Regions from separate parts of the Macaca mulatta genome. Here region 2 is linked to region 1. A link is a contact called in public Hi-C data. All regions are on one chromosome and are shown on one strand. Each heading gives the region's core, a stretch centred on a gene start, on an enhancer-like site or on the middle of the called end of the contact. The rest is flanking DNA. Distances are from core to core; before and after follow the strand shown.

Region 1 (5,802 bases), core at 381-2,880:
CTCTTCCCAATTCTGTGGCATTTCCTCCATATCTTTCAGTATTTCATCAACCACGCTTTTAATCAGTTCTCTCATTTCACATGCTCTCCTTGGCAATTTCATTTCCTCCCAGAGCTTTAATTACATTATATATTAGTGCTTCCCAACTTTTTAAATCTTTCTGTTAATATAGACATTTTGTGCTCTCTGTAGCTTGTATTTTGAAAATAAGTTCCCATAGAAATTACAATATTGAATATGTTTACTTAAACCACACTTCCTTCCACCACTCAAGATCTGTTAACCTTTAATGAACTGCCCCATGATTAAAATCAACAGACCGTGAGGTAGAAATATTTTATTGGAGAGATATCAAATCACTCTATTTCCTCTTCCCATGTCCACTTTTCCTAGACATTTCTCTCGAGTCATAAACATCTTCAACTGTCTAATAAGCATAGTTCCATGATTGTCGCCCCAGGGCCTTCAACATAAACCTGTCTAAAACCAAACTCTCATTTCCCTTAGCAAACGTGTTCTCTGAGTTCTCCAGCTAATATTGGCACAACCCACCCTTGTCTATTCTTTGAGGTACCTACCTGCAAAACTGTAACGCTGACACTCTGACTTCCTTGAGCTACCAGGTAAAAAAAACAACCATTACAGGAGTGCCTATTATGGCCTGGAGTAGAGGAACGCAAAATAGTTCAAAACATCCTCTTCCTCCCGAAGAAACAGATTTTTTTTTGGCGAGGCATGTTCCAACTTATAAAATTAAAATATATTCACAACATTTTAATTTGATCTTTAATCTGTTTTACAGAAAAAAAAATGTGATGTTACTTTCCACTCCTTCATTATTGAAATAAAGTTACACACAAGTAAACAAAAACAGTTCTGTATACAATAAAAGTCAACAGGGCAGCGCAAATAGCCAACTACCCAAGGACACAAAGTGACCTGGACGCGTTCTGGGGTGTCGCTGCCGTCACGACCGGGGGCCGCCTCCTCCCTCCGACGTCCCCCGGGACCGCTCTCTCTCCCGCAAGTCGCTCTGCGGCCTGTCCTCAGCCGGCGGGGTCGGCAGTGACCGCGGGAAAACCCCGCTGGCTGTGCGACCCAGGGCGCGCTGAGCAGGGGCTGCGGCTGCCGCCACCGCCCGGCTCCGGCCCCGGCCAGAGCTGAGTCCGGGATCGGCCGAAGCCCCTCGCCTTCAGCCTCCCAGACGTCCGACCAGTGGAAAATTAGCATACCTGGGGGAGAAAGCAGCTGGAAGGCCGGCGGTCCTGGCAAACCTAGAAGGCGGAAATAACCCTGGTGATGGGCGGGGCAGGGCTCCAGCGCTAACTGCATCCACTAGGTTTGGTCAACACAGAGCCGCGCCAACTCTCTGTGGCTGCGCCAAGACCTGAAGCGGCGGACTGAGAGCCGGGGTCAGAGGCTGAGAGGGCATCGGAATGGGAGCGGGGCAGAGGGGAACACATATCCTGCGGAGACCGAGCGAGGCGCCACAAGGACAGCGGCGTGAGGGGGCGGGGCGCGCGGCGCGAGAAGGCGGGCACGAGGGGCGAGCGCGAGGCGGGGCACGGCGCGCGGCGTGAGACGGGGCGGGGCGCGCGTATCGGCGCCGCGGCCGCGTGACGCGTTTTCAAATCTTCAACCGCCGCAACCCACTCGTTTGTGCTTTGCGCCTTCCTCCTCCGCGCTTTGGAGCCGGATCCGGCCCCGGAAACTCGACCCGCAGACGCGGTACCTCTGCTGCGTGGAGGCCGTAGCCGGCGGAAGGAGAGAGGCGGCCGTCCTGTCAACAGGCCTGGGGAAGCCGTGCTTTCGTGGCCGCCCAGCGCGACACTTTCTCCGGACCCAGCATGTAGGTACCGGGCGACTGCCATGAACTCCGGAGCCATGAGGATCCACAGTAAAGGGCATTTCCAGGGTAAGAAGCCCCTCCTCCGCCTGCAGTCCCTTTAATCCTTTCCTCCCCTCGTGGTTCCACCATTGATTCTTCAGACTTCTCCCGCCGGTTCCTCAGCTTTTTTTTTCTGACCGCCCTCCTCTGGGGTCTGAAGGAAGGGGCTCCTTCAGTGTTTTGTCTAAGAAGGAACGGATTCCGGCCCGGCCCCTCGAGCGCTCTGCCCTTTACAGCGGCGGACCCAGATTCATTCCCGGTCGTGCCTTCGGTTGAAAACTAGCAAACAATGTGCAGATCCGGGACCTCGCTGGGGCTGCCGTGCTCTCTTCTGCCCGGCTTCCGCAGATGCTGCGCCTCCGCCCGGGCCCTTGGAGGCGACGGACAGCATCCTCAGTTTAAAGTCAGACACGCTCGTCGCTTTTCGCTTCAGTATTAGATTGAGTGATTGTGGGTGGATTTTTGGTCTTAACCCTTGAAAGTTTATTTTCCCTTCCTCATAAGTTGGGGGAAAGCATTTGTATTTCAAACATCCCATTGCTGGTTTCAACATTACAAACAGGGAAACAAAAGCACATTTCCATTTTCAATCACTTTATTTGGTGAAACATTCCACCACCTAAGTTTTTGTACAGGTATTTGTATATGTGTAGTAATTACCAATTTAAGAACAGGTTGCGTTTGAAAAATTAATTTTTAAAGCAGTTGCTCGGATCTCAGATCTGTTTTTAATGAAAATAATGAAATGAAAGGTTTAGTTCTTCGTAATGGACCGTTAAATTCCTAATACAAAGACAAATTGTATGTGAAATGGACCATTTAGTTGTTAACATGCAGACAAACTTTATATGAAACTAAAACTTGAGCAGTCTGAAACCCTTGACTAGGTTATTCTGGGTAACAGGATTCTTTCATCGCTAAATGAAGTTTAAACACCAGTTTTGAATGTTCAGCAGAATGGCAGATGCTCAATAAGTAGTTGAGTATTAAATACCCCCATGGAGTTTACATCCTAAAGAAGAAAATCTTTCAAAAGAGTTTTATATAGTCCCGTGCCTCAGGAATAAATACAAGAATATTTCTTGCTGAGTCAACTATTATTTTACAATATGCGGTCTGTGAAAATATATAGAGCATTTTGCCTCTGTCCTAAGTAGTGCTACAAAGAAATACATTTCAGTGCTAATAAACTGGTAGGATTGTAAGGATTTTTATTTTGTAATATTGTATAATGAAATGTTTTAAAAATAGTACAAGTGTCTGTGTAAAACATCTGATTCTAAATATCTTTAATAGCAGGTGGAATCCAAGTCAAAAATGAAAAAAACAGACCATCTTTGAAATCTCTGAAAACTGATAACAGGCCAGAAAAATCCAAATACAAGCCACTTTTGGGAAAAGTATTTTACCTTGACTTACCTTCTGTCACCATATCTGAAAAACTGCAAAAGGACATTAAGGATCTGGGAGGGGTAAGTGAAAACCCTAAACTGGCATAGAAGGAAAAATTTGTAACTACTACTTTCTACTATGTAATCATTTAAATTTTTCATTTTAGAAAAGTTAAACCCTTCTGTTAGCACCAAGATTAACATTATTATCAGCTGTTTATCGTTAATGAAAAACCATTTGTTTTAACCTTTTGTGGACTGGCAAAACTTTCAGGTTTCTCCGATTAGCAGTCTAGTATAAAGTTCCCAGCGTATAAGACTCCCCTGTCCTAATGGAACTGCTTACTGTAATGTTGGAATGTCCTCCAGATGACAGCAGTTTCTTGATTATGAATCTTGGGGAGCTACGTAAGTTTGTATGGACTAGTGTAACAATTAAGAATGTTATTACAGAACACCCATGCAAACCACACAGTTAAAATTGTTCCTGAGCGATACAGATGCTGTTTCAACAGAATGAATGTTATTAAAGGAATAAAAATTTGCATTAAGAATCTGGAGATACTTTCCTACCTTGTACACTGATTAGATGATTGGGAAATTAGAAATCTCAGGCAAAGGCCGGGCACAGTAGCTCACGCCTGTAATCCCAGCACTTTGGGAGGCTGAGGCGGGCGGATCACAAGGTCAGGAGGTCGAGACCATCCTGGCTAACACGGTGAAACTCCATCTCTACTAAAAATACAAAAAAAAAAAATTAGCTGGGCGCGGTAGCAGGCGCGTATAGTCCCAGCTACTTCGGAGGCTGAGGCAGGAGAATGGTGTGAACCCAGGAGGCGGAGCTTGCAGTGAGCTAAGATCGCCCCACTGCACTCCAGCCGGGGCAACAGAGCGAGACTCTGTCTCAAAAAAAAAAAAAAAAGAAAACTCAGGCAAAATTCTAGGATCTTAATAGGATTAAGGTTAATATTGGATGAATTTTAGCAAATGAGGTGATAAAGGTTTTTTCTGTCTTAAAGGGTCATACTGGACTTTGACTTTCTGAAGGTCTGTGTCTTTGAGTGTCTAAACTGATCCTTTCATTCCCAGACTGGTAACTTTTCATTTTATTTTTATTTTGAGACGGAGTCTCGTTCTATATGGCCTGGGTTGGAGTGCAGTGGTGCGATCTCGGCTCACTGCAACCTCCGCCTCCCAGCTTCAAGTGATTCTTATGCCTCAGCCTCCACCTCCTGAGTAGCTACAATTACAGGCAGTGCCACCACTCCTGGGTAATTTTTGTATTTTTAGTGGAGTTAGGGTTTCACCATGTTGCCCAGGCTAGTCTCAAACTTCTGACCTCAGGTGATTTGCCCACCTCAGCCTTCTGAAGTGCTGGGATTTACAGGCATGAGCCCTCCAGGCCCTGCCAATTCCCAAACTAGAAACTTACCAGAAGAACATGTGCTAACAAGTTTCCTGGAACTGTTTGTTAATATGATATTTTATTTACCTATCTCTGAAAAGTTACTCTACTTTTTTACTATTCATTTTGTTAAACTAAAACACTGTGACATGCTTGTAATAGTAATATTTATCGTAATGATCATACGACAGCATTAAAGGTCATGTTTACTAGGCCAGCCACCCTATTGACTGTGTGTCTATTAAGCATATCTTAATGTGTTAAGGACCTTAGACATTGAGTAAAAAAAGACCCCTTCATCTTAGAAGCAAAGTACTTGAGGTCCAGAGAAAGTAAATGGCCCAGTTAGAGCAGTATTAGCTTCTTAATTCCAACAGCAACATAGTTCCTGCACCATTCTGTTCCTCTAGCAATCAGTGGCTACAAATGGCTATCTGGCTGTTAATTCACACCTGTAATCCTAGCACTTTGGGAGGCCGAGGCAGGTAGATCGCTTGAGGCCAGGAGTTCAAGACCAGCCTTTGCAACATGGCAAAACTCCATGTCTACTAAAAAATACAAAAATTAGCCAAGAATGGTGGCGCATACTTGTAGTCCCAGCTACTTGGGAGGCCAAGGCATGAGAATCGCTTGAACCTGGGAGGTGGAGGTTGCCGTGAGCCAAGATTGTGCCACTGCACCCCAGCCTGGGTGACAGAGTGAGACCCTCCAAAAAAAAAAAGTAGCTTAAAGTAGCTATCCGATGTGATTTGATGACAGCTTTCTCAAATACGATGAACAACCCATTAACTCTAGGTCTAATGGTCTAGATCAGTGATATTTAGATTTGCGTTTTTATCAGTAGAACCCTTTGAACAAAATAATATTCAGAAGTCTAACATGTAAAGCCTATAAAAAGGGAACTCCTTAGGCTAAAACAACAGTATTGAGGCTAAAGCAAGAACCACTTGCCCTGTCACCTTTCTTCTATCTCCACAGCAGTTCCTGAGGTAATTGCAAGAAATAAATTTTGAATTACTTCTGCCATACATAATAGTTGAGGGAGCTTTTGGTTTTACATACTTAGTCTTACCCTGAAATGATTGAAGTAGACCAGTGAAGTTAGGAGCATATTAAGG
Region 2 (5,603 bases), core at 2,585-5,084, 240 kb before region 1:
ATGTGTCTATCATAGCCTGTAGTACCCATCTCACCATCCATACCCTATTAATGAGCATGCCTTGTGCTTCCTTGCCCATGACCCTATCTGCACTCCCTTCCATGATGCGCTCTGGAACTTTTGCTCTATGACCAATACTTCCTTGCATTCTCCAATTCTTTGGAGTGGTCTTTCCGCTTCCTCTTCTCAGCAGAAACTCCTATCTCGCCTGAGTGTTCGGCTTCTCTTGACTTACTCTCAAATGGACTTTTTTTTAAAGTAATTTTCATCCATTTTCTTCACGCTCGCTTCTGATCGTTTTTTTCTCTCTCTTGTATTACTAACCTTTCCCTCCCAGTAGATTCACTGCATCAGCTTTAAAATATGCTCAAGTCACTTCTGTGAAAAATAATGACACAATAGCAATAAAACACCAACATCCTTCTGTTCAATATTCCCCCATACCACCACTCTTTTTTTCTCCCCCTTCACAACTTTTTAAGATTGCGTGATACTCACTTCCCACTGACTTTTTTACTCACTGGAATTTGGCTTTCACCTTCATTGTGCCACTGAAACAGTGCTTATTGATCTGCAGGAGTACTTTATAGAGGAAATTAGCTCTTTGTCTATGATTTGAGTTTTAAAAATGTTTTCTCGATCTCATTTGCTTTTGATTTCGCTTATGATGATGCTTGATTTGTGGATTTGAAAAAATTTGTATCTATCCATTTGTGGTTCATAAGCGTGATGACTGAGCTTTCACACACATGTGAGATGTGCCTCACTCAATCCTTGTTATGACGTCAGCATATTACCCATCTGACGTCAAAGTAAAATAAAAATTTTTAAAAATTACATCTTCACTGTTTCTAGTTTCTTCTGTACAGATACTGGGTTTATGGCATATTTAAAAAGTCCACTTCTCTGAGACTAGAATAAACTATGGTTTGGTGATCTTTCTGGTTTATAGCACTTTATATTTACATTTTATAGTATTTTATATTTGAGGACATTTTATATGTTGCACTTGTAATTTTGTCTGTTTCGATTAGAAGAAGGAAGTTGGGAAAATGGTGAATGGATATGTTCTGCCCATTCAGTTCTACGGAATTCCTGTAAGTTTATTTACGTATCTACTGTTTTCAAAATTTTTACCGTGAATCTTTGTGAAATCTTTGAATAACCTTTGTGCAATGCTTAAATAAATAAAAATAATTGAAATAGGTTCCAAAAGAAGTCCAAAAAGTGATGTGGAACTCATGGAGCTCTATAATAATATTATGCTGTGTACTGAATAAATTGATTGACAATATCCAGATTAGTAATCTAGAGGGAGAAAGAGACCCGGGACATACTGCTTAGGATAAGTGAGAAAAGCCTTATCAAATAAGGCCCCCGTGTGGCAGTGTAATGACACGCCATACATACAAAACAAAGCAAAACAAAAACACAGCTTGTTTACGGCAGTCTTGGTAAGCAAGTACCAATATGTCAACTAAATCCCGCTAAGAGTGACATTTGAAAAATAACATTATTACCTCATCATTTAAGATGGGGTTTTACTAAGTTTTCAGTCATAGTTCACAGTGCAAATATGAAAATGTACTGGAGGCTAGAAGTCAATTTTGAGGATACTAACATCTCACTTTTCTCATTCTGTCATGATCACTCACTTTTATCTTCTTGATAAATGCTTCAGAGGCATGTGTGTTCTCTCCCCCACTCACGACACACCCAAGCATGGGGTTTTAGAAATTTTCTTGATAACTAATGGCTTTCCACTCTTTTCCTTCTGCAGTTTTATCTGTGGTTAAATAATAACAACATTAATTTGAGTAGTATTTGTCATTGCCAGTGCAAATATTTTGCTGAGACTGCCTGCATAACCAGTGCATCTGTTTCCTGATGGCTAATTCTGAACCCAAACTGTTGGACTATCAAGAAGAGACAAGCTAAGTTGTAGCTCCTAGAAGAAAACTCTTTATAAGCCTTCCTGTCACAGGAGAGTACATAAGTAATGTTCTGGAAGAAGTGCGCTGACTAGTCACAAACATCCATATACAGAAAACTCCCCTGCTTTTATTAACTTGAAAGATAAAGTGTAAAGTCTGACTAAATTGTTTTCTTAAAATTTTAATGTATGAACGAATATTTATGGTAGCACATTAGTTAAGACCGATATTATATATACATATAGTGAGAGAGAGGAATGTGTGTGTGTGTGTGTGTATATATATATATATATATATATATATATATATAGAGAGAGAGAGAGAGAGAGAGAGAGAGAGAGATGGAGTCTCACTCTGTCGCCCAGGCTGGAGTGCACTGGTACAGTCTCGGCTCACTGCAACCTCTGCCTCCCGTGTTCAAACGATTCTCCTGCCTCAGCCTCCCGAGTAGCTGGGACTACAGGCGTGTGCCACCACACCCGGCTAATTTTAGTAGAGATGGGGGTTTCACTATGTTGGTCAGGCTGGTCTTGAACTCGTGACCTCGTGATCCGCCCACCTCGGTCTCCCAAAGTGCTGGGATTATAGGCGTGAGCCACCGCGCCTGGCCCATATATTTTTATTCTACTAAACAGAATAGTAGAATAAAATTAGATATGGTAGCTGAAAAGGATGATTCTTTGATTATTTTAAACAGAGATTTTTAAACTGTAAAAACCTCAGAAATTAGGAATTTACAGCTTTATTACACAAACGTGTGTTGTTAAAACATTCAAGAGTAACAGTATGTCCTGTATTAGTAGGGATGCTATATAAGAAAAAGAGAGAGCCACACAAAACTGTATACTCTATAACATTCTTTGACAGAAACTTCAAAACCAGAGGTGGAAGATACATGGATTTTGGAGCCACTGAAGCCGTGAAATTTCAGTAAAAATCATGTCAAATGTGACTTCAAATTAAATTTGAGAAACATTTATTGAGAACCTGTTCTGTGTGCAGCACCGTGCTAGGTCCCACAGGGAGAGTAAGTCATTTAGGATTGCACTCTAAAATCTGGGCATATTGGTGCAAAGGGAGGTAAACAGCAGGCTTAGGTGAGTCAGAGGACCTGGCCCAAGCCGGGACCCTCCCCCAGGAGGGTAGTGAGAAGCTCTGGGAAGGGGGCGCTTCCGAACACGCGCGTTGAGGAGGGCGCTCCAGGACTCTTGAGGGAGCAGCCCGTCTGGACCGAGGCCGCGTCGTTCCTGGGCTTACTATTCCCAGTCCCGGACCGGAGTCACGGCCCAGGACGCCAGAAGACTCTACACTGGCACCGCGCTCCTCCTTGGGCGGGCGGTCAGTCCCGGGTGCGGGCTGCGCTGGAGGCTGAGGTGAAAGCGACATGGTGTGGAGGGTCAAGGAATCTCGCCACCACATGCGCCAAGAAGGAGATTCTAAGAGCAGTTCCCCCCACTCTTCTCAGGCCATTGTGTTGCTGTTTATTAGCTCCTGGGAGGGCGTCAGGACAAAAGGAACCCTCCTCCCTTCTTAGTAGTCAGGCCCAGGGTCGGGTGTGGGAGCCGGCGCGCTGCTTTCTAGGCAGACACTGAAGCTACGGCAGCCATGGAAATAGGTATCAGCCGTTAAAGCTTGGCTCCAGGCAAGGGGTGGCAATTTGCCCCCAGCACTGTGGGGCCCCGCATCCCACAATCCCCGCTGCTAGCCTGCGTGGCTACTGGCGGCAGCTAGCGGGCTGCAATAGCGAGCCCGGCGTCTTGACAGCGGCCCACGCGTCGGGGCGGGGCTTGAGCCCGCTGCTTTAAAAGTTCGCGCGGCCGGCCCCGCCCCTCCGGTGCCGCGATTGGATCCGGCGGGGGTAGCGTTGATTTGATAGGCGCAGAGAGGGTGGGGCTGCGCACGCGAGGCCGGGGCCCTAGTTGCTGCCGCTTGGGCTGGGGCACTAGCGGCTGCGGAGTGTGGGTGGTTGGGCGTGAGGGGCCGACGGGCTCGCGCGCGCGCCGTCTGCTGAGGTCCCTCGGGAAGGAGGAGAGCGCCCGACGCCGACCCGCACGCGCAGCCCGGCAGTCGGCGGCGCGCCGAGGGCGGAGGTGGTGCGTGTGTGTGGAGCTCGGGTGCCAAGGGCTAGCCGTCAGTCCCCGGGTGCGAGTCTCTGCTGTCTTCCACACCCTTCCTTCCTCCAGGCTCCTTTCCTACAATCTTCCCGCGCCCCCACGGTCGCGGACCGAGCGAGAACACCCTTAAGCAGGTGTGGGGGGGCGTGCGGGGCGGCACGAGACAAAAGGGGCACGGGGGTAAGCCCGCCATGGCCTCCCGGAGCCTGGGGGGCCTGAGCGGGATCCGAGGCGGTGGCGGTGGAGGCGGCAAGAAAAGCCTGAGCTCCCGCAATGCTGCGGTGGAGAGGAGGAACCTCATCACCGTGTGCAGGTACGGCAGCGCAGGGCGAGGGGAACCAGCCTCCGGCCGGGGCTGAGACCTCTGGGCTTGCGCGCGGGTCCCTGGGGGGTCCCGGGCATGATGGGCTGCCGCCCAGTGCCCCTGCCTATGTTGCGCCAGCCGAGTGTGTGAGCGCGCAGCTCCTTGGACAGGGGCCCGGGTCTGGACACCGCCGCAGCCCTGGACTTTGTGTCAGTTCCAGTGCTGGAGGTATCGGAGGGTAGAGCTTGGGGCGGGGCTGGGGGAGGATTTGTTTTGAATGTGCAATCTAGTGTCAGAGTGAAAGAGGAGGGCAGGGAGGAAGAACTCTTTCATTTAATGCCCATTCAGCTGTCAGCCAGTTTTTGATAAAGTGGTAGTAACTGTGATTGTTTACTGTGGTGCCCCCAAATCAGAGTGCATTTCGTTGTTTTGGCTTGTTTACGTTATCTTCACCCATTTCATTTCACACGTTAGTTGAGTGCCTACTACATGCCAGCCATTGTGTGTGTGAGCGTGTGTGTACTATCCACTTTTCAGCTACAGTGCTAGTGCTGGCTCTGCAGTTGTTATTAAGAGTGGGACTGTGGTCTTTATGTCAATTATTTATTCTAAGGCCTGCCTTTCCTTAATGTTTTATAACGGTAAATGTAGTATTTCCTTACTTCAGAAAAATATAGAAACAGTAGAAGAATAATTATATTGGGCCGGGCGCGGTGGCTTACGCCTGTAATCCCAGGACTTTGGGAGGCTGAGGCGGGCGGATCACGAGGTCAAGAGTTCGAGACCAGTCTGGCCAACATAGTGAAACCTCGTCTCTACTAAGAATACAAAAAATTAGCCGGGCGTGGTGCGGGGGTGGGGGGTGCCTGTAATCCCAGCTACTCCGGAGGATGAGGCAGGAGAATCGCTTGAACCTGGGAGGCGGTTGTAGTGAGCTGAGATCACGTCATTGCACTCCAGCTGGGGCCACAGTGGGAGACTCCATCAAAAATAAATAAATAAATAAATAAATAAATAAATAAATAACTACTGTTTATAATAAGCCTAGTATTCAGAGAAAACTGGTTTTTAACATGCTGATATATTTCCTTTAAGTCTTATATCTGAGTATTAAGAAAAATTGAAACCCTAAGCATCAATTTCTTAGGAACTTCTCTGAACCATTGTTTTAAAATTACTTTTTTCCATCAAACTCCTAATCATCACCTAGAGATATTCCTCTTAAGAATCAGATGATAATGAAACTTTTTC

The links. Hi-C and Micro-C count contacts between places; a contact is called where the count stands out from the background.
Region 2: a Hi-C map of liver shows a contact between it and region 1, with 4 times the contacts expected there. The contact joins the promoter of RUNDC3B here to the promoter of DBF4 in region 1. A contact is called at or near these places in 3 of 14 Hi-C or Micro-C datasets (fetal cortex germinal zone, fetal cortical plate and liver).

The regions. Positions count from the first base shown.
Region 1 is chr3:131,509,315-131,515,116 of T2T-MMU8v2.0, reverse strand. DBF4 (DBF4 zinc finger) reads left to right here and starts at 1,630. Exons shown (of 12, transcript XM_015134147.3): 1 at 1,630-1,915; 2 at 3,185-3,360. The coding sequence starts at 1,870. It overlaps SLC25A40 (solute carrier family 25 member 40), which reads right to left and starts at 1,500. Exons shown (of 15, transcript XR_013415472.1): 1 at 1,233-1,500; 2 at 579-616.
Region 2 is chr3:131,749,057-131,754,659 of T2T-MMU8v2.0, reverse strand. RUNDC3B (RUN domain containing 3B) reads left to right here and starts at 3,834. Exons shown (of 14, transcript XM_077997091.1): 1 at 3,834-4,361. It overlaps LOC114677268 (small nucleolar RNA U13), which reads left to right and starts at 706; the gene lies at 706-807. It also overlaps a transcript of ABCB1 not described here.